4 separate regions of the Mus musculus genome follow, and regions 2, 3 and 4 are each linked to region 1. The links are chromatin contacts, called in public Hi-C and promoter capture Hi-C maps. All regions are on one chromosome and are shown on one strand. Each heading gives the region's core, a stretch centred on a gene start, on an enhancer-like site or on the middle of the called end of the contact. The rest is flanking DNA. Distances are from core to core; before and after follow the strand shown.

Region 1 (5,134 bases), core at 1,365-3,864:
CCAAGCTGGGGAAAGTCTTGGGAGCTCTAGGAGGGGCAGGGGTCTGCTCTCTGTCTCTTGCGCTCTCCCTCTTGCTCTTGCTCTTGCTCGAGCTCTCACTGACTTGGGAGCATTTATTATGTGAAGACATGTGGGAAAGTCGGGCTTTTACTAAAGTCCTTGGGTTTTATGGTTTATTGTGGTGTGTATTAGTCAGAACTCTTTCTAACTCCTTTCAAGTGAGGAATTACTCAAGCAGGCTTAGCCTGGGATGAGAGGTGAGCCAGATGAGTGAGTTCTCCTTTACAGCTGCTATCATTTACTGAGTATCCGCTCGCTCTATCAGCTTCTGAACTATGTATGCTGAGCCAGATGTACTGATTCTGGCTGTTTGTTGATTTTGTTGTTGTTTGGGGTTTTTCTTTAGGCAAACAAAGAAAAAAAGAAAGAAAGAAAAGGACAAAAGAAAACAAAAGACCAAGCATGGGTCATATTTATCTCATTTTATCAAATCAACATAATTCTCTTGTGGCAAGAATATTACTGGTGAGATTGTAAAGCTGTATTATTGTGAATTTTTAGATTATTCAATCTTACTATTTTGCAGGTGTAGTTTACAAGAAAACACACCCAACCACCTTAGAGAAAGGCTCATCTGTGGCCTGGGTCCACCTCCCCTATTCCCCCGTACCCCCATACTGTTCACAACAGTAAAACAGACACACAGAACCTAAAACCCTCAAGCCTCATGGTGAGGCCCCAGAGCCACCAGATTTTTATTGGAATTACAATGAACACATCAAAGCCAAAGAGGACCAAGGAGACACATTTGATGGTACCAAATCAGTCTCTTAATTACAAGGCCATGGTGACATAAATACACTTAACAATGGTGTCAGTGACCAGTGCACCTTCATGTAGCTCAGTATGGGATCAACCCTGGTCATACAGTGATAGAGCTGAGGGCGGGAAGTCTAGACTCCTGGGTTTGAGTCCCGACTCCCAACCATGTCACTCTGGACAAAATCTTACTCTGTACCTGATTGTTCATCCAAGAAGCACGGGTGGTAGGATGAGTCACCTGGCAGGACAGCAGTAAGTGACAGTAAGTGACATAAACCCTGGGGAAGGGTCCAGTACAAAATGCCAATCCCGTCCGATCCACTTGGGAAGGCAGCATGCTGGAGCTGCCCACCATGAGCTGTGAACATCTCTCACACATCTTTAACGGAAGGGTTAAAACAAACGTATGAATTTCTCAGCAGAGTGCATCTGTTCTTCCACTGGCTGGAGCCAGCCTTTCCCCTGGTTGAAGGGAACAACAACATGACAGGAGTCTCCATACCTCCTGTGTCTCAGCCCTAACTGCACTATGAAGCCAATGCCAGAGAGCCAAGGAGGACAAAGGAGCCAGAGGTTGAAATGATGTTTCTCCCTCCTTGGCTCTCAAACTGTCCTTGTTTTGATTTATCCACAGGAAAACTGGCTGTGCCTTTGTCTTCTTTCCTCCTTGCAAAGTCAGTGAGCTCCCTGAGCAACTACACACTGCCCACAGCTATTCAAGTGCAACTGGGGAATTCCTTCTACGTTATCTAGAACCTTCATCTGCAAATAGCACTGAAAAGAATCTGATGGGTAAAGGAAACACGGGAGTGGCAGGAGGTGGCGAGTGAGTACTCTTAAAAACACCACTGCTTGCTGGCTCCCATTAGGAAACCTCTGGGAAGGGAGAGCCCAGCCTCCTCTGGGCAGGCTGGAAAGGGCTCTCTGTGATTATAGCAAGCTCCACCTAAGGGGAAATAGAGAGGTCTTGAGAGTCATCCAAACCAGCATGTGGGAAAGACTGCTAAACACCAGCCCAGCCCTTCCTTCTACCTGTTCAGGAACAGCTCTGCTTCCTCCAGTGCAGGCTTAGCCCCCTAGCCTAGAGTTTCATTTTGTTCTGTTCATTTGGCGGGTGGAGGGAGTGAAACAGAGCTTTGTGTAGCCTAGCCTACCCTCCCCAATGCTAGAATTATAGGCCTGCAAGCTAAGAATTTCTCTCTCTTTCTTTAAGATTTATTTTATTTTTGATTCTCTCTCTCTCTCTCTCTCTCTCTCTGTGTGTGTGTGTGTGTGTCTGTGTGTCTGTGTGTGTGTGTCTGTGTGTGTGTGTGTGTGTGTCTGTGTGTGATGTATGTGTGTGTATGTACGTGTAAAAGCACATAGGCCAGAAGCGGGTTCAATCCCTGGAGCTGGAGTCACGCTGTGACCTGCTGAGAACTGAACCGAGGTCCTCAGTAAACGCAGTGTGCGCTCTTAAGCACTGGTCCATCTCCACAGCCCCGTAACACTGTTTAGAAGCTGGGATAAACCACTACGACTCTGGACCCGAAGGAGGCTCCTTTGGGTTGGGGAAATAGAGTAGAGCGGGGCTAAAAAGGGTTCAACACAGAGAACCAACCTCAGAGCAGTCAAGGACAAAGAGGGACATTAAAGGACAGTTTCCACTTTCTGTTTGAAATAACTGTTAGTAGCTGACTGTGTTCGTTTGACCGCAGCTCACTCAGGGCTTGAACCACATGGGGCTTGGCCCTCGGAGTTATGAAATCACAGTGGGCCATGAGGTCCATTTCCAAACAAACTTCTTCCCATAAGCCTCCTGGATCCCGTCCCAGGCGAAGTCCAGGACACTGCTTTCGCTCTCCCCAGGCACTGCCTTGTCCTAACTTGGCAGGATGGAATAGAGTTGCCCAATAATTGAAGTCGGCATTTGGGGGCAGGAAAAGCAGCCACAGAACAATGTTCTACGGGATTGTTTTTGATAAGGGGCGAGCCAGCTGTGACAAACCCAAGCAAATTAAAATGTCTTTTTCAAAAAGGAACACAAGCAACTTCAACCTTCACAACTTGCAGTTGAGCAATACTGACCAAGTGGTGGGGTGCACCTAGCGTGCTAGAGATGCTGGGTCCCAGTACCTCAATAAATACGTGAGAAAATTAACGAAGGAACAAATAAATAAAAAGTATATAAAATTACTTCCCTGTGGGTCTCTAGATCCACAAGGGAATGTTGACTCTATTCTAAGCATGACTAAGGCAATTCAATCCAATCCTAAAAGTACGCATTTGCATTCCAAAGACCAACTACCTTGATATTTAGAAATATTTGTGTGTGTGTGTGTGTGTGTGTGTGTGTGTGTGTGTGTGTGTGATTCATTTGACTTCATTTTCATTGAAAGCAAGTGAGTACAGTCAACTTTTTTTGAATGAAGTGAATTTTCAATCCCCCATGTTAACCTTAATTCTTCCACAGTCTGAGAAAACCATATTTAGAGCATAATGCTACACCCAACCTTTTAAATAAACCACAAAAACAACAATCTGTGCTGCAGCAGACCTACTTGAAGGCTTTACCAGATACGCCTTCCTAATCTCCTAAATTCTTTCCAATCTTTGCTAAAACATTTTATAATGAAAGACAGGTAGCAAATAAAATTACAGAAAGAAAATACACAGGGTCATGTGGTATGTAATATTATCCAGGGCCTGACTTTCCCCTGTCACTCCCTCAGAAAATGCCACAGCTCGTACGTATGGCGACGGCACGCCAGGAACAGCTTCGCATGCGCACTGGTGACGCTGTTAGAATAGTCTGCGACTGTGTGTTCAGTGTCCCGCTTTAGGACCCTTAATTTCCCCAAATAGCGTTGTGAAGTCATATTAGGGTAGTCAGAAGGAAACAAAGCTATTAAAAATATCCTCCAGAAGAGTGAAAAGATGCCAAAAATCACACGCGGACTTAATAACCCCAGTCTTTACAATGGAAAGTCACACTTCTGCCAGAAGTTCTCCTCATTCTGCTAGCCTGGCATGTCGCGTTTAACTTTATGTGCAAGCTTTTGCCTATGTTTATGACTCAGTTGCTTTTTTTTACAACCTCCTCTAAGCTTTGTTATCTTGCTTTTAGCAAACTCTGAACCATTTAAATTTGACAGCAAAAAAAAGTAAAAGCTAACAGGAATACAATGGTCTTTAGACCCACTTAGGATCATTGAAACAACTAGGAAATAAATACCAGTAAGTCATTCCTCTGCAGGAGAGCGCTGAAGCACAGAGAGGTTGAGTAACCAGCCCGGCTCACACACTGCTAAGAAGTGAAGCAGTAGTTTGAACATGAGCAGGCTGGCTCCAGACCTGCTCTCTCTTTGCTATTCAAAAATCTACCTCTTCCAGCATTTCTAAGGCACTCGGAGCTTCAAACCAGGGATTTTAGTCCAAACTGATGGATTTTTACCAGTCATAGGAGTTATTTAATTCTTAAGCAAATCTTTAACCCTTAATAGAGTCATGTTTTATCATCTGTACACAAGATACACCATTCTCTCTCTCTCTCTCTCTCTCTCTCTCTCTCTCTCTCTCTCTCTCTCTCTCTCTCTCCCTCTCTCTCTCTCTCTCTCTCTCTCTCTCTCTCTCTCTCTCTCTCTCACACACACACACACACACACACACACACACACACACACACACACACACCATTTTGATGATGTTTCAGGCATTCTGTTTGCTTTTGGAAAGTAAAGGGCTGAGCTGGGGGCTGCATCTGAACACCCACATCTTCTATGTCTGTCTCACACAGCACAAGTTGGCTGACCACCTTAGCTCTTCTTCACCTACCCTGCCTGCTCCAGCAGCCAGCCTCTCCTGCCCTTACCTCAGGACCCCACAGTTATTAACACATCAAAGACTCCCAGGTCTCCTTCCCATGGTAGAGCTTGGTTTCTACTCTTTCTCTCTCACAGGAGGACACCCAGACTTCAGAGGCCAGCACGGAAGCCCCTGTATAACCTGATGCAGCTCCAGTGCCACCACCTCCCATGTGATTATCTAGGTATCTATGGAGAATTCTCAGGGTCCTCCTGTGTTTGAGCCTGGTCTCTTTCTGTCTCTCCATCTTTAATTATGAAGCCATGTGCATCCATTAAAGTTCAACTCTTCTACCATTTCCTTTACAAAACCTCTGCCAGCTCTGTTCCTCCAGTAAAGGATGGCTATGACATCTTTCTTTGGAACCTTTGGAACCTGCCTCATGGAGAAAGTGCAATGATCCCTTTTAGGGACTGCAAATTGCAAACAACCTGGCTCTATGCCTATGGGCATCAGAATCTCAAGAACG
Region 2 (5,134 bases), core at 1,222-3,721, 470 kb before region 1:
GCACCAAGACCTCTTCTGGTGGTGTGGAACCAGCCAAGAGATTTCAAGGAAGAGTGATTATTTGATGAATGCTATGGGAATGGCCTCTTCTCTTGGAGTTCTGAGGCCTGGGGATGCCCAGGAACACTGGGCACCTGCTGCTGTTAGGGCCAATGCATAGTCTCAGCACCGGTGTCCTAAGGTTAAGGCGGTGCGCCTTGTCATGTGCTCCTTGTACCATGCCATCTGTGCCAGTGTGTGTCTGCCTCACCCTGTGCTTGACATGTTCACCCATCTTCTCTGCTTCCCGCCACCATCCAGATCCTCAGCGGCCGCCCCGGCTGTGCCCTTCCCTGCTCTCCCGCTCTCTCAGGCCTCGGAAGGAAGATCGGTGGCTGCGAGCTGAACTAAGGAGTAGGGCCTGTGGCTCAGCGCTAGGCCACGCACGCAGCATCCCAGGCATGTGGTGAGAAACTGCCTTAATGTGTCTCCTCTGTTCTTGTCAACAGGAGGCTCAAGATGTGAGAGGTGTGAGTCAGACGCCCGAGGAACTTACAGGAGGAGCCTAGGTCTGAAGTCAGTGTTAGGGAAGGGCCCATAGCCACTTCCTCTGCTCCTGAGCAGGGCTGAAGCCGTTTGCAAGGGACTTGCTTTGCACAGTTTTGCTGTACTTTCACATTTTATTATGTAGCAAGATACATGGTGATTTTTTTTTTTTTCATTTAGCCTGATTTTCCAACGTCATTGGTGACAGGCCAAGGCCACTATGTTATTTCCTTTGTTCTGGTATCCTTCCCTTGGAGGACCTTCTCTGAGTAGTGGCTCCCCAGGTTTGTCCTTTGAGCTGAGGCAGGAGGCTCACCCATTCTTCTGAATAGGAACTGGGTGTTCCCACCCCCCAAGGACTGCAGGGCTTTCCCAAGCTGAGGCAGGAACGTGAGGCCAGGGAAGAGTGAGCTTCACCCTCATCCCACGCTGTCCTCCTCAACCCACCATGCTCATCATTCTGTCTCATCCATCCATCCATCCATCCATTCATCGCCATGTGTCCGCAAGACTGTCTCCATGACCCTGAAAAAGGACTCTCGAGATGAAATCCTTTATTCAAATGGGACAGCAAGAAGGAAAAGCCAATGTCTGGTGTCTCTCCCCCCGCCCCTACCCTGCGCGCATCTATGTCTTGTTTGGAATATTGTCTCTTCAACCCCCTGTTCATGTCCTTCTCACTCATGATCGATGTCTTGTCTGTGCACTGTCTCTAACCCAAATGCAAAGGCTGAGTGTGAGGTGATGGCCCCGAGGTCCAGGTTGTAGTCATGGAAAGAGCCCTGCTGTCTCCCTTCTCAGGGGGCCCATTTTAGACACACAAAGCCCAAAGAAAGGTGGTTTGCAACAGTGCTTAGCTCGAGCCTCCATATTTCCATAACTGTTAGCTTAAAACTGTGGGGTTTTACCTTCCTGGAACCAAATGCATTCTTCTGTTGAGGAGTAACAGGTCTCAATTCTTTTCAATTAATTTTAAAAGTCAATCACTAAGAGCATCGGCTTTGGGCCCTGATGGGCAGGCATTTCCCTGGAAAGGGGGTGAACTACCTACCTCTCCTCAAGACAGCCGAAGGGTGGGATTGGTGCCGCTCTGGGAAGCGTGGCCCCAGGAGTTTTGTCCTCTGCAGTTTTTAATGCAAGTTCACTGCCACTTTGACAAAAGCCCAATTAGAAGCCAGTCTCTAGTTCCTTAAACAAAACAGACAGAGTAAGGAAAGGAAGGAGGGTGGCAGCCAGCTGGCTGGACACTCGAGAAAGACGGGGAAGTAAGCTACAGAAAGATAGTCTTCAAAAACAGGTGTTTGAGAGTGAATACTCTGTAGAATTGTTAGTGGGGTGTGTGTGGTGGTGGTGGGGGGATTTCTACAAAATAGTCCTTTAAGTTGAGTTTACAGCAGATGAAAAATCCAACCAGCAAAATTTTGATCAAATTTGAACAAAAACCCAAAAACCTAAAACTGTTGAGCAGGTTGCGATGAGGAGCACAGGGCTAGCTGCAGAGCTGGATCCTCAGGAGGATAGCGAATTATTTTCAACCCTGGAATAGAAACCACACACTGGCTTGCTGTGCACCAGCCACTTTGCATCTAATCCAAGCTTTGAAGGGTGTTGCTTGGGAGGAAACAAATACAGCCTTCCATCTTCACTCCAGTTAGGGATCCTTTCAAAGTCTCCTTCACAGTGAGGAAAAAGAGAAGGGTAGAAACTTTAGGGAGCCGGATTTGTGTATCAATTCCTCCGCTGACAGTCAGTTTCTAGATGGAGACAGCCTGCTTAAAGCAAATCCGAATTTAAATAGGACATTTACATCGGAAAAGTCTCTCCCTACCTTAATCCCCCATTCTCTTGCTTTCAAAATACAAGCACAGCAGTCCTTGAATGGCTGTTGACCCAGGGCACCTAGCTGTCCCTGCTGGTCCTGGGGCTGCCAGAATTCCCTTGGGCGCCAAGCAACCTGCCAGGTAGCCAGTCCCTCTGTTACAAGCCTTTGCATCTGGATAGGGAAAGGGGTGGAGACATACAGTCTGCTTTGTGTTGAAACCCAGATTTGTACCCTGTGTTTATACACTGCTGCTGGCTCCCGAGGACAGTGGGACTTTAGCAAGGAAGTGCAGCCGAGGGGTAAAGAGCCCTCTGGTTCATTGCCTGATCGGCTTTGAGAGAGGGTTTGGAGGGCAAGGGGCTGCATTCCTCTGAGGGACTTGGCCTGAGGCCTTTCGGGCCTCTCCAGTGGGTTCTGTTTATCCTCTCATGGGTGATTATCTCAGTGGTGTCACCAGGGGCTTCCTCCCAGAAGTCAGTCATCCCCAGGCCGTGCACCCTTTTCAGCTGGATGAGAGCCAGGGATGCATTCTCTCCAAACAGCTACCCTGGCCCATTTTAAGGTAATCTCATTCTTCAAAATGTTCCATAGAATCCTCCAAATTCCCCCAGCAGACTTCTACCCTCGCCAAGTTCCCAAAACCCACTCAGCAAAGTTGCCAACCTCGACGGGCTAGCAGTGTCTAAGCAGCGATGGGTTCAGTGTTGTGTGTGGTGAATACTGTATTTTGTTTCAGTTCTGTCTCCCAGATAATGTGAAAACGGTCCAGGAGAAGGCAGCTTCCTATATGCAGCGTGTGCTTTCTTATTCTTATTTTTAATATATGACAGTTATTTGAGAAGCCATTTCTACTTTGAAGTCATTATCGATGAAAGTGATGTATCTTCACCTACCATTTTCCTAATAAAGTTCTGTATTCAAATATAGCTGCCAAGCATCCTCAGTGAATGTTACCATGTGGAATTTTCCACACTTGGTTTTACCCCCTCAAACCTGACTCTGACCGTGCAGTCTTAGCAGAAGAGCTTAGCAGGTCCTAGTGTTCACTCTTGGTCTAACTGCTGGTGTCAGAAGATCTCTACAGGGAGAGGTGTTCCATTTTCTCCACATGACCTGGATTGCTCCTTAGAGGTCAGACAGCCTTGCACTGTACAAGGCAATGGCTTAGGGTAAAGTCCCAGGAGTTTTCCCTACAGTCCCAAGAATTTGGAAGAGGAAGGCCCACACTACACATGCAGGTCATGGTGGAAGGTGACAGAGGAAGGACTCTGTCCCTGTAAGACAGCTGGAAACCACAATATTCTGCATGTTCCTATCCTGGGTGAGGACGCTAATGGAAGTCAAAGGGGAATTTGCTAACTGCTGTTGGCCAGCTTCCTCCAAGAATCCTGCTTCCCCAACAGACAGAGCCTTTGTCTCTTATAGTTTGGTCTTCAGATTCTCTTTATCCCACATTCAGCCATTTTTGTAAAAGAGAGGCTAGCACCAGCTCCAAATATCCAAATCTGCAGTGTTTGAGATCTCACTGCGCCTCCTCCATACCAACACATTTGCCATTACTTATAGGGTAGTTTTCATGTGAGTTCTAAGTTGATTAACACACAAGAATTAGAAGGGTGGGAGGCTCTAGGAAAGGCACTGTGGGACTATTTGACTGCATGGGTGTGAAAATGTAAGGAACAGGCAAGAGCTTGGATCCCATTCTCTCTGCCCACATTGTGACTTGAGATATACTAATTGCTCTTGGGGGTCTCAGTCATATACCATCCATAACAGAGTTAAACTGAGAGAGATACAGGATCAGCTAGAATGAAAAGCCCACCCCATGCTTCCAGAAAGTCCCCTCTTTATACCTCCTGTGATATGAACTAGAGGAAAAGCAATTGACTTTGCTTCTCAAACAGCCTACGGCAAAGCCCTGTGAGTTTGAACCTATTCCTCCAGGCCAATGAGGGTCCTCGTGGATTCCTTGGGGTCAGAGCAGCATTCCTTCAAGAACAGTAAGCTGCTATTCCGGCACCAGGAACTGATCACCAGTTCTCACTGTAAACAGTCTTAAGTCCACACACAACCCATCACGTCCCTTTCCCTCTGCACTTGAAACAGGCTGGGTATTTGCATACAGCACAGAGTCGGGGAAGGTCAGAACAGAAAGCTGTCTGATTCAGGCTACAGTGAAAGGTCCCTGGGATAGGAGAGAAAAGTGAGCTCTTTTGAGAGCCAGTCTACTGAGTACATTGGGCCATGAGGGCTCAGAAGGTATCCTTGTGAATTAGAAGCAGCAGTTGCTCCATAGGGGCTGCACGTGGGGAGTCCAGCACAGCTAAGGAAGCTAGGAATCTGCTTCTTCACTCTGGCTGTGCCCTTTTAGGAGAGGTATAGATTGATCAAAGGCGGTACTGATGCCCTTGGTGAGAAGGTCCCAGCAGTCTGAAAAGGTGTGAGAAAACCATGACAGTGACGGGATGCGTGGACACCCAAGCCAGCTGTGGACCAATCTTGTTCCAGGGTTACAGAGATATGTCGCAAAGAGCCTCGCCTTCTGCTCCTTTTTCTCTGTGCTCATAGTGAGGACTTGACACTCAGGACTGTAGACAGAGGAGAAGGCAGAAAAGGTTAAGTCTTGATCAACAGGTCTCAGAGAGATGTAGATAAGAGACAAGGGAACGTATGGTAGAGAGGCTCAGAAGGCATTAGCAGTGGTCCATACTCCCTACCCTGGACTCCAGTTAGATCCACATCTTCCAATAACACCCAACTAGCCATTTCTAAGTCAATTAGGCCAAG
Region 3 (5,134 bases), core at 1,125-3,624, 430 kb before region 1:
CAGGTTGTCAGACTTGGTAGCAAGGGCTTTTACTTGCTGAGATTTGTCATCCCAATTCCTAAAATTATGTGGGTCAGATTAGTACAAAGCTGGGTACTGGGCCAGTAAGGGAGTCACTGTGTGCCCACTGCATGTCAGACAGCACTCTATACTTCCATAGTCTCATTTAACCACCAAAGTGAATATGCCTAACTTATCTCTGGACATCATTACAAACTGGCAATAGCCATTTCCTTGTCGATTCTCTTGGTTCTGGAGGTGGGTAGACTCAGTGGTGATGGCTGACCCCATGTGCTCATGGTTGGATGGTGCTAGGGGTTGATATGCTTTGAGTGTGTTTAATGTAGTAGCAACTTGGTCCCCAGTGGCAGTGTGGAGGTTAGGAACCCTTAAAGGGAAGTGCCCAGAACAAGACAATTAGGTGATTATGGTATGGCCTTCTCAAAGGGGTAATGTAGCTCTCAGGTAATGGTTGGTTTTCTTTTCTTTTCTTTTCTTTTCTTTTCTTTTCTTTTCTTTTCTTTTCTTTTCTTTTCTATGTGGTTTAGATATTTTCTTTTTTTCATTTCATTTTTTATTAGATATTTTCTTCATTTACATTTCAAATGCTATCCTGAAAGCCCCCTATACTGCCCCCCTGCCCTGCTCCCCAACTCACCCGCTCCCACTTCCTGGCCCTGGCATTTCCCTGTACTGAGGCATATGATCTTCCCAAGACCAAGGGCCTCTTCTCCCATTGATGGCTGACTAGGCCATCCTCTGTTACATATACAACTAGAGACATAGTTCTGGGGAGTACTGGTTAGTTCATATTGTTGTTCTTCCTATAGGGTTACAGATCCCTTTATTTAGCTCCTTGGGTACTTTCTCTAGCTCCTACATTGGGAGCCCTGTGTTCCATCCAATAAATGACTGTGAGCATCCTTCTGTATTTGCCAGGCACTGGCATAGCCTCACAAGAGACAGCTATATCAGGGTCCTGTCAACAAAATCTTGCTGGCATATGGTTGGTTTTCACAAGGATGAGTTTCTACAAGGCAGCCATGCTCCAGGCTCCCTCTTTCTTGCTGTTTTGTCATGTGTTCCCATCATCCACCATGGCCTGAAGTATCCAGCAAGCCTTTCCTACACTCAAGCAGATTCTGAAGTTGAGCTATCACTATTTATTATTTGAATTATTGGGGATGGAGCCCAGAAATTTGGACATACAGGGCAAATGTTCTACCCATGATCTGTAGTACCAGGCAAGTATTATATTTGCAAAACTCCAAAACTGAGAGATAAACAACCCTCCTTTCTTAGTTAAAGCCCAACCTCAGGTACTTCATTATAGCAACACATAGTGGAGTAAGACAGGTGATGAGGACTGAAGTCACATTGAGCCTCAGTTAGTGTGGATGTGACATCATCTGGGTCCTCCATTGAGACCCTGGCTGAAGTTGCCTATGTGGTATCTTCAGGTAGTGCTTGGCTCACTCATGGAGAGGAGTTGAGTATCAAGTAGAAGTATCATAAAGCAGTCTGCAGAAACTGCATGGCTTACTTGACCTCATCTCAGAATTACAGTGTCATTTCTACTGCATGCTGTTTGTTACAGTGAGTCTTGAAAGCCAGTCACATTCAAAGGGAAGGATCGAAACAACATAACAACAACAACAACAACAACAACAAAACACAGACAGGTCTTAAATTCAATATGAATTTCTGTCCTCACACAGAGGAGGGAACCAAGGCCTGGAGATCCCAAGGCCCCCACATCTTGGCTCACACAGCTTGCCAGTTGAAGAAGGGGGAACTGAAAGCAGTCCCGCTAGTGCCCAAAGCCTGTTACTGAGCCGCTGTGCGACCCTGTCCCCCAAAACCAGAAGAAAGAAACTAGTAAGCCCTTTAAAAGCAAGGCAGGGGATTCTGCTAAGGGAGCTGAGAAAATCTGAGCAGTGAGGTCTGCACTGTGTGGAAGGGTCTGAGGATGGGTGCAGAGCCTGAAGAAAGGTGCAAGAGGAAAGCATTCAAGGCACACACAGGATGTGTGCGGTTGGGAACACACACATGATCCCTGACTGCTGGGTGAGCATAAAGGACAGAGAGCTGGATGAAACCTGGCTATAAAAGTGTGTCAGTGCCAGCCTGATGCCTTTCTTGTCTTTCATCTCTGACTGAGCAGCATCAGTAGCACACACAGCTTCTTAGCCTCCATCTGGACCTCTCAAATTCGAACCAATAGAGTTGGGCTCAGCATGCTGTTTTTGCAAGCCTGCCAGGTGATTCTGATTCTGACATGGATTTGAGACACTCCGTTCTTGGTACTGGTGCAGGCGACTACCTAGGCAGATCTGCCTACTGTGGTGTGCTGAGCCTATTGCAAAGAGAGAGCAGACTGTGCGTGTGTGTGTGTGTGTGTGTGTGTGTGTGTGTGTGCATGTATGACTAAGGCTCATCTAGAGCAGGAGGGGGGGGCAGTGGTAGGCTTGGAGAGTGTTTGGTGAGGCACTGGATATTGAGGTTTGGCCCTCCAGTGAGAAAGAGTGAGAGCCACCCTCACTGCCCCCTAAAAACTCACAACACAACATTTCTCTGAATCTCTGAGCCATATTGCTCAAGAGTCAGAGCATAAACAGCTCTCTGGGTCGGGTTACAGGGCTGGTTTCCTGCCATAGTATCAACCTACCTACTCTGCATTTTGCCTTTGGCAAAGCATGGCTGGGTCACGCAGTTTCTCTGTTTCTGAACTGCACCACTGACTTTCATAAGCCACATATGCAGACTGTTTTAAAAACTAAGATAAATGACAGAACCTGGAAATTGAAAACATTCTTGGCATAACGCACTTGCTACTTTTAAAAAATCTCTTGTTGTTATCCATCATGTATTCATTCAAAAGTTGTTGTGCACAAAGTAGGTACAAGACCCTTAGAACACAATCAAGGTCTTTGTTGTGCACCTAGTAGGCACAAGGATCCAAGAATGGAGTCATGGCCTGCTCTCTGGCCTTTTCCTTCTTTGTCCTTCTGTGAGATAGAGAAAAACACAGCTTGGAGTTTAGAATTGGGATTCAGGCATTAAGTTTATGATATTGTAAAATCCCATTTTTAGGCACTCTGGGTCACTTAAGAAATGGATTGAAGATCTGCCTTGCATGTCTCAAACTGTGTGAATCACAAAGAGTCAGAGTAAGGGCGCGGCTGGAGAGCAGTGGGGGCTGTGCACGCGCAGCATCCTCCCTTCTTCCTTCCCTGTCACCTTCTGTCACCCCTGTAGGGTCCTTGGCTCTAAGCAGAACACTCCCTTGCCCAGCTCCATGCCCCCATGTGGAGCCCTACAGATGCCATTCTCTTTCCGGCCACTCCTAGCTGGCTGCTGTTCCAATTCAGCAAAGAACATTAAAAAAACCAGTTCAAGGGTCCACTGCACATAAGCAGATCTTTCTGTTTCTTTGCATTCTTTACTGGGAATTCTCACCAATGTGGTTGATAGAGTCGGCTTATTGATATCTAAGGAATGTGTCCCTCTGTTACATAGGAGGCCCCCGAGAGTTCTGGAGTATAGAGGAAGTCTCCAACAGAGGGGAGAGACAGGACAGAGCACATAGCTGCCAGGGTGCCTGGGTGCCTGAATAGGGGATGGGAGCAGGAAATGCAGAGGCCCAGGTCCCTGAGCTCAGTCTTATAGGACTTTAGGCCTTATGAATTACCCAGAGTAAATTGTTCAAGAGTTTTATACATAAAATCTCCCAAATGCTTTCTTTAAAAAGCACAGATTTATAAACCAAATTGACCATCAGGACAGATCTCCATTCACTGGTGAGGGGGTAGCCCTCAGCCATCAGGTGCTTTCTGAGGCCCAGGCAGGCCCTTTGCAGTAGAGACTTCCAACCATTCACAAGCATGCATGACAGAGCCCGGGCCTCACGTGTACAGGGTTAACCTTGTCCCTGATGGTTGCTGCCCTTTAACTTCAGCTGGCAACAGGCACCCTCGCAAAGGGCCCTGAAGTGAGGGGAGAGGGGCTGTCCTCCGGACTTCCGGATATAAGATCCTGTGACACCTGCAAAGGTCAGGCCGTGAATGTTTTGGGTAAGGTCTCTAGTTTTTCTTTCTCAGCGTTCCCTGAAGCTAACGCTCACCCACCTGTTTGAACAATGTTTTCTTTTCCTAGCCAAGAATGAAGGCCCGGGAACTTTCCCACCAGCAAAGGTCCTTTGAGCAAATGTCTTTTAAGAATGTTCAGCTCCCAGACTGGGCTCAGTGAGGCTCCAGCTGACCTTTGCCCTGCTTTGCACCTGGAGCCTAAGCTTTGTGACCTGAGCTGGGTGACCTGTGGGCTACAGTTTCACCGAGTGGACGTGCACATACAAACAGCTGTCCCAAGTCTCCACCAGCAATAGAGGCCAGGAGGTCCTCGGGGCATGTAGTGCGTAGGACTGAAAAGTCAGACTTCTCGGTCAGAAGGGAGGGGGGAGAGTGAGGAGGAGGCAGAAGAGAATGGGGAGGGAGAGGAAGAGGAGGAGGCAGAAGGGGAAGAGGAAGAATAAGAGAAAAAGGAGGAGGAGGAAGGCTGATGAAGAGTACACTGCTGTCATGGAGACTATCAAGACTCCTGTCATGGCCATAGGCTCTCTGACCCCTGGGTTGGAGGACCAGTTCTTTTAGGATGAGTGAGCCAAGAAAAAAAACACGGTCTGACTCCATCTTACTTTAGCGGAGTCTGAGATGACATGCCAGGAGCTAGCCTTGACACTTGCTGTAAATGCTGCTGCTGCTGCTGCTGATGATGATGATGATGATAAAGATGACAATGACAATGACGATTGTAGTGGCTATTCCTGGTTGTCAACTTGACTATATTTGGAATGAACTACAATCCAGAATTGGAAGGCTCACCAGTGACCCTTATCTGGAGGCTTGGAGATAGAAGTTTCTGATCTGGATCTTGGTATGGAGATCTGGAAGCATAGTGGCTATGGATTCCAGAAGATTAAATCTCCGAGTTCAAGGTCATCCGGGATTAAAGGTATGGTGGAACACACCTTTAATCTGAGCTACACCTTTCATCTGGGATTAAAGTTGTGATGGAACACACCTTTAATCTGGGCTACACCTTCTGCTGGAGACAATATAAGGACATTGGAAGAAGG
Region 4 (5,134 bases), core at 1,970-4,469, 350 kb before region 1:
TTTCCTCCGTAGAATTAGCACACTCTGAAGTCATTGGGATACTTAGTTTCTCTTAGTTATCTCTCATCTGCCTGCATCCACCACAGTTTCTAGTGCTGCCCATGCTTTAGCAGACCCAGGGCTTTAAAGGTAAAATCTGTGTGTTGAGTCAGCACAAGGTAACTCTAGAAGCTCCTCTGATGACTTATGCAGCGTTCGGAAGCAGCATAATGAAGTATGTGGAAGGATGAGCTGTACCATGGGCAGCTGCAGATGGGTTCTGACTCCTTTTGCCCACATCATGACCTAGGCCTGCCTGGGAGAAGTGGAAACTTTCACCTTGTAAAAATGATGTCAGGCAGGGAAAGTGTCCCAAACAGATGGCCACCTAGCAATTGCTGCCATTCATGTATCTGAGAATCTCAATGGGCCCTTTGCCCGTTGTTTTGTTTTGTTCTTCCTATTCAATTTTCCCAAAAGAAAAGTGACCTTGGCCACTCAGAAAATCAGAGCTGATGGCCTTGGGGGAACTTGGAGAGGAAACAGAAATCTGAGGTCTGGGGCCCTCTCAGAGCCTCTGTTTAAGAGGAATAGCCTTCCTGCTTGGGCTACAAGAAATTGAGATGGCATAGCAGCATTTGTATGTGGGCCTTATGGAGGCTCCTGGGATATTTTTCAGATCTACTCCAGGTCAGAATGTCTCACTGAGACTCTAATAGGCCTTACTCAGGAACAAGGATGAAGAAAGAGAAACTAGTTCCTATAGGAAACTGATAGGAAATAAGTAGCTGGCATCCACTGGCATCTCTCTCTTCAGCACCATAGATGTCTAACTTTACTTCCATCCTCAAGGCTGCTTCTCTCCGTAGTTGGCCAACTACAGGTTCCTATCTTATTTCATCATTCTCTTCTTTGGGTCAGTCTTCACCCATCACAGCTTCATCGGCACCCATTACTAAGGTTGTTTGCTGTTCACTTGGCCTACCTCATGGTCCAAGCAGCCCTCTACACAGTGATTCCAATTGTCCTAAATGCCACATCAACACAACATACACCCTCTATACCCTCCCTGCCCATCCTGCTCCTCTCCACTGTACCCCCAGGCTTTCCCTCTCCAGGTTCACTGATTTCCAGGTTCACTGATTTAGCCTGTTGCTCCCTAGGATTCAGGGCAGAAGCCAAGGTCTCAGCCCTGGACTTTTCACCCCACTGTAAACATGACCAGTCTCACAGGATTGGTGCCTGCCTTCCAGCTATATAAATACATAGATGGCCAACGAGTTATAAACCGAATACTTTGCCCTTCCCTCTGTAAACAGCCCATCAAAAGGTAAACCATTCAGAAGATAAAAGTAAAACTAAAAAAGTCCACCAGGGTTCTAATTCTTCCTTAGGATGGCAGTGAACCATGCTAGCCTGGCTGTGTTTGGTGGCCACACTGGGTTACCTGGTCATCTTTGTTCAGATGTGTTTCAAGTCATCTTTTCTCCCCAGTGATCAGGGTGAATTCAGGGTCTCGAGGCTTGTTAGGCAAGCAGGGAACTACATCCCAATCCTTCCTCTTTATTTTTTAGATAGAATTACACAAAGTAGGCTGGCTTTGAACTCCTTATGTAGCCCAAGCTGGCCAATCTGTGACTCTCCTGCCTCAGCCTCTCACATACCTATTCCACCAGTTCTAACTTTTATATCCAGAATCATGGATTGTGTGGTCATGTTTCTCCTTCCTCCACTGTTCCCTCTGGCAAGGACATTCTGTGTTCTTTTGTAGCCTTATATACTATCCTGAAAGTTTACAACAACAACAACAAAAGTAAAACTAGTGAACAAAAAATCCTATTGGCTGAGGGTTCTGAGTACTGAGTCTTCCTCTTTTCGGTATAGACGATAAGTTAAAGGTGTCTACATATTATTAACTATTTGTTCACTATGGTACCCTGCATAATCAGACAATAGGAAAATCACGTGGATTGCATATGATTCTGGAGTCCTGCTGTCCTGCTGGGCCCAGCTCAGCCCCACTATTCACGGATGCACCACCTTGGGAGAAGTTATCAAATCCCTCCAAACTCAAAACTCCAAATGGAGTTTTTCTTCCCTTTGAAAATATGGAAAGTACTGTTCACTTTTAAGACTGGGTGATCACAAATGATAATCCATGAGAAATGGTTACCATCTCACAAGCACTCCTCCTCCTTCTCCTCTTCCTCCTCCTTTTCCTCTTTTGAATTCTCTAGCCTTCCAGCCTGTCTGTCTCCTTCCCCACCAACCACCCCCTGGTTTTGTCTTGTCCCCTTGTGTCTCCCCATCTCCTTCTCCCCTCCCCTTCCTTTCTAATGATAGTTCTTAGAGCTCCATGTTGCATGAATCAAGACATGGTGGCCATAGAGATGGGCTGTACTGCGTATCAGCTCATAGTGTGAGCCTCTCAAGGTTTATAATGTCCTTGACCCATTCTCATTGGCCACATCCTTCTAAATTATGAGTATCAAAGCTAAAGCATCTAAATGGATTCTGTCCAAACCAGAAAAGGCAAAATTATTACCAACTTACCCGAGGTAAACACTTGGGCTTCCTATAGAGGAGCCCCAACTAGCAAGCTCCGAGGTTACAAGAACACTTGTTGATTCGGAATGAGCTGGTGGGAAACCTGTGCAACACAAGTAATCTCAAAACGGAGCTGAGGGCAAGGTTGCTAAGGTCAGGTTGTGCTAGCAAACTTGGACCTCCACCCAAGAGCAAAGTTCAACTGCAGCTCTTATGGTAAATATTTGCCCTCATTTTGCTATTACCTCCATCTTGCTTTGTTTATCTTAAGGTCACGTAGCCTTTCACTTTCCCATCTGGCTGGCATCCAGAGGTCATGGTGACCACACAGCTGGGCAGATGTTAGGAATCTAGACTGAGATGCTTTAGTGAGAATGTCAGAGTGGATTCCTTGTGGAACCCATGTGGGTGAGGTGAACAGAGCTCTCTGGGGACTCAGGCCTTTCCCACCCATCCCTGGGAGCTCATCAGTGAAGCTGTGTTTGTCTTAGAGCCCTATGGCATTGAGAACCTGAAGGTGACAAGCACTGACCACCAGCACAGCAGACACTCTTGGCCAGTAACTTTTCAGAGTCAGCGCAAATGCTGGAAAAGCATTATGCAATGTTTCTGGCTGGGATGAAGATGTAGCCTTGACCCCATCCACCATGTGTTTTAAATCCCTGTATTTATTGATGCCAGCTCTGAGTGTTGCCTTGTGCTCTGTGGGAGGGACCTTGGCCCTTAACATCATTAGTAACCGTCCTAGCAGGGCCACGGGTTCCCTTTAAGGTGATGGTAAATCTCTGCTTGGGAGTTTAGCTCTCTCTAGAGCAGGCGTCTAAGAACCACAGATATACAAGCAGAAGGGGAGGGAGGTGCCCAAGGGAAAAGCCTAGATAACTGGTCCTCCTTCTCCTCCTTCTTTTTTTTTAAAAAAAAACAACTATTATTGTTACTGATTTTACAAAATTACATACACTACACTCCTTCACATCCCATCCCCCTGTTCACACTCACCGCTGCTCACAAATCTCTCACTCATGTTCATATCTATTTGATTTTGTGACCCACCAAGATTAACCAGAACCATCTGTGTGACTGTGCGTTTTGAGCTATCTGTTGGAGTCTGGTCAGCTCAGCAGCAGGTCCACAGTGATTTCTCCCTTTCCAAGAATCTATAGTTAGCTGATAGTTTCAAGACTCAGGAGCCTCTCCCCCTCCTTGGCTGACTATTGATAGGGACAGTCTTGCATGGGCCCAGAGTAGGTAACTACACTGAGTGAGTTAAGGAATACAATAGTTGTAGCAGCCTGCTGTCAAGCCCTTCCGCACTTCCTGACCCTCTTCCACAGAGTTCCCTGAGCCTTAGAAGGGGGGTACAAGTGACTTGCTTAGGGCCCACTACAGTCCATATTTTCTGCATCTTGGGAGGCCATGAGCTCCTGCAATCACTTCTGTTCAGAGTTAGAAGAGGATGCACTAATTAAGTCTGGGACAGCTTTAATTGAGGGCCATGGGCTTGGGTATTTAGAAGGCAGTTTTCTGCTATGTCAGTTTAGTTGGCTGACCAAAAAAATGCTCCTAAACCATTCACCAGTTCTTTGTGTTGGAAAGCCACCATGCCTGTCTATCTATCTATCTATCTATCTATCTATCTATCTATCTATCTATCTATCTATCTATCTAATCAAATGCCAACCATACTACCTCTACTACGAATCATTTCCAACTGCATCTGTGTTCCCACTAAACCGCCTCTCCCTTTAGCCTTCCTTCTTGCATCTTTCCACACTCAGAGGAGGTTACTAGTAGGATTTCTAATTCCATTTTTACTCTAATTCGTGTTTTTATCTTTTATTTGTCTATGTGTGTGCATTTGCTTGAATTTATGTTTACCATGTTCGAGCTGATGCTTACAGACACAAGAGGGCCTCAGTTCCTCTCAACTAGAGTAACTTGTGAGGCACCTGATGTGGATGCTGGGAGCCAAAACCTGGGTCCTCTGAGAGAGCAGTGTGTGCTTTTAACCACTGAGATGTCAGACTCCTGGAAAGATTCATTGGAACCTAACTTCATCAGGTTTTAACCACTGAGCCACCTCTTCAGAAAGAGTAATTGCAACCTAACTTCACTGTGTTCTTAGGGTTGTCACTTTGTTGGTGGGCACTGAAGTGCTGTAGCAAGTGACGGCACTTCCGAAGGGGAGACACTGCCCTTCTTCTCCTAACTGAAAAGCAATAAGAAAAGCAGGAATTAGGCAGAAAGCCTAGGATATTGCTAAGACAAGAAAAGGTAACTGCTTGGCTTCTCCACCAACTAGAACAGTAGATGACAAGTCTCAAGGCTGAGACTTAGAAGACCAAACACTCATTCCCTGGGTTACCGTCCTGTTCCCAAAGGTGCTTACCATCGACCCTTTGCTTGTGCTCTCTGGCTGTAGTGCCTGTGTGGAGACAGTTTGCCCATTTAGAATGAAATGCCTTACCTCCTTATTTCCTCTATTTCTACATTACATTGAAAAATATAATGTTTGCAAATGTGAAAGTCATGAGTGTCTAGTCAATTAAATTCACAAGGGAAAGTAATTTTTGCATACTGGTAAGGACATGCTTCCTAATTCATTTTT

What was found. Promoter capture Hi-C pulls out the DNA fragments that hold promoters and counts their contacts. Hi-C and Micro-C count contacts between places; a contact is called where the count stands out from the background.
Region 2: a contact with region 1 is called in a Hi-C map of liver, with 2.1 times the contacts expected there. The contact joins two enhancer-like sites. A contact is called at or near these places in 17 of 39 promoter capture datasets (the 3T3-L1 cell line, 3T3-L1-derived adipocytes, the C10 cell line and 9 more), 2 of 15 datasets of contacts at CTCF or cohesin (the NIH/3T3 cell line and large pre-B cells), 27 of 484 Hi-C or Micro-C datasets (the 3T3-L1 cell line, 3T3-L1-derived adipocytes, LSK cells and 14 more) and 9 of 115 datasets of contacts at active chromatin or transcription factors (craniofacial prominence, embryonic hindbrain, embryonic stem cells and 5 more).
Region 3: a contact with region 1 is called in a promoter capture Hi-C map of the 3T3-L1 cell line, with 2.5 times the contacts expected there. The contact joins two enhancer-like sites. A contact is called at or near these places in 6 of 39 promoter capture datasets (the 3T3-L1 cell line, cranial neural crest, frontonasal cranial neural crest and 3 more), 1 of 484 Hi-C or Micro-C datasets (bone marrow-derived macrophages) and 1 of 115 datasets of contacts at active chromatin or transcription factors (acute myeloid leukemia).
Region 4: a Hi-C map of liver shows a contact between it and region 1, with 5 times the contacts expected there. The contact joins two enhancer-like sites. A contact is called at or near these places in 2 of 484 Hi-C or Micro-C datasets (bone marrow-derived macrophages and liver), 1 of 115 datasets of contacts at active chromatin or transcription factors (liver) and 1 of 9 other capture datasets (embryonic tail).

Annotation. Positions count from the first base shown.
Region 1 is chr6:117,650,502-117,655,635 of GRCm38.p6, forward strand. No RefSeq gene overlaps it. Among named protein-coding and RNA genes, the nearest start is that of Gm9946, 93 kb to the left of the region's middle. Within about 2 kb of position 2,615, at least 56 of the 459 cell types and tissues checked have an H3K27ac peak or open chromatin away from gene starts, as enhancers often do. A contact at or near this core is called in acute myeloid leukemia, hepatocytes and liver, where this site is marked.
Region 2 is chr6:117,178,095-117,183,228 of GRCm38.p6, forward strand. It overlaps a transcript of Cxcl12 not described here. Among named protein-coding and RNA genes, the nearest start is that of Cxcl12, 12 kb to the left of the region's middle. Within about 2 kb of position 2,472, at least 9 of the 459 cell types and tissues checked have an H3K27ac peak or open chromatin away from gene starts, as enhancers often do. A contact at or near this core is called in hepatocytes and liver, where this site is marked.
Region 3 is chr6:117,216,852-117,221,985 of GRCm38.p6, forward strand. No RefSeq gene overlaps it. Among named protein-coding and RNA genes, the nearest start is that of Cxcl12, 51 kb to the left of the region's middle. Within about 2 kb of position 2,375, at least 30 of the 459 cell types and tissues checked have an H3K27ac peak or open chromatin away from gene starts, as enhancers often do. A contact at or near this core is called in acute myeloid leukemia, where this site is marked.
Region 4 is chr6:117,296,917-117,302,050 of GRCm38.p6, forward strand. No RefSeq gene overlaps it. Among named protein-coding and RNA genes, the nearest start is that of Cxcl12, 130 kb to the left of the region's middle. Within about 2 kb of position 3,220, at least 15 of the 459 cell types and tissues checked have an H3K27ac peak or open chromatin away from gene starts, as enhancers often do. A contact at or near this core is called in liver, where this site is marked.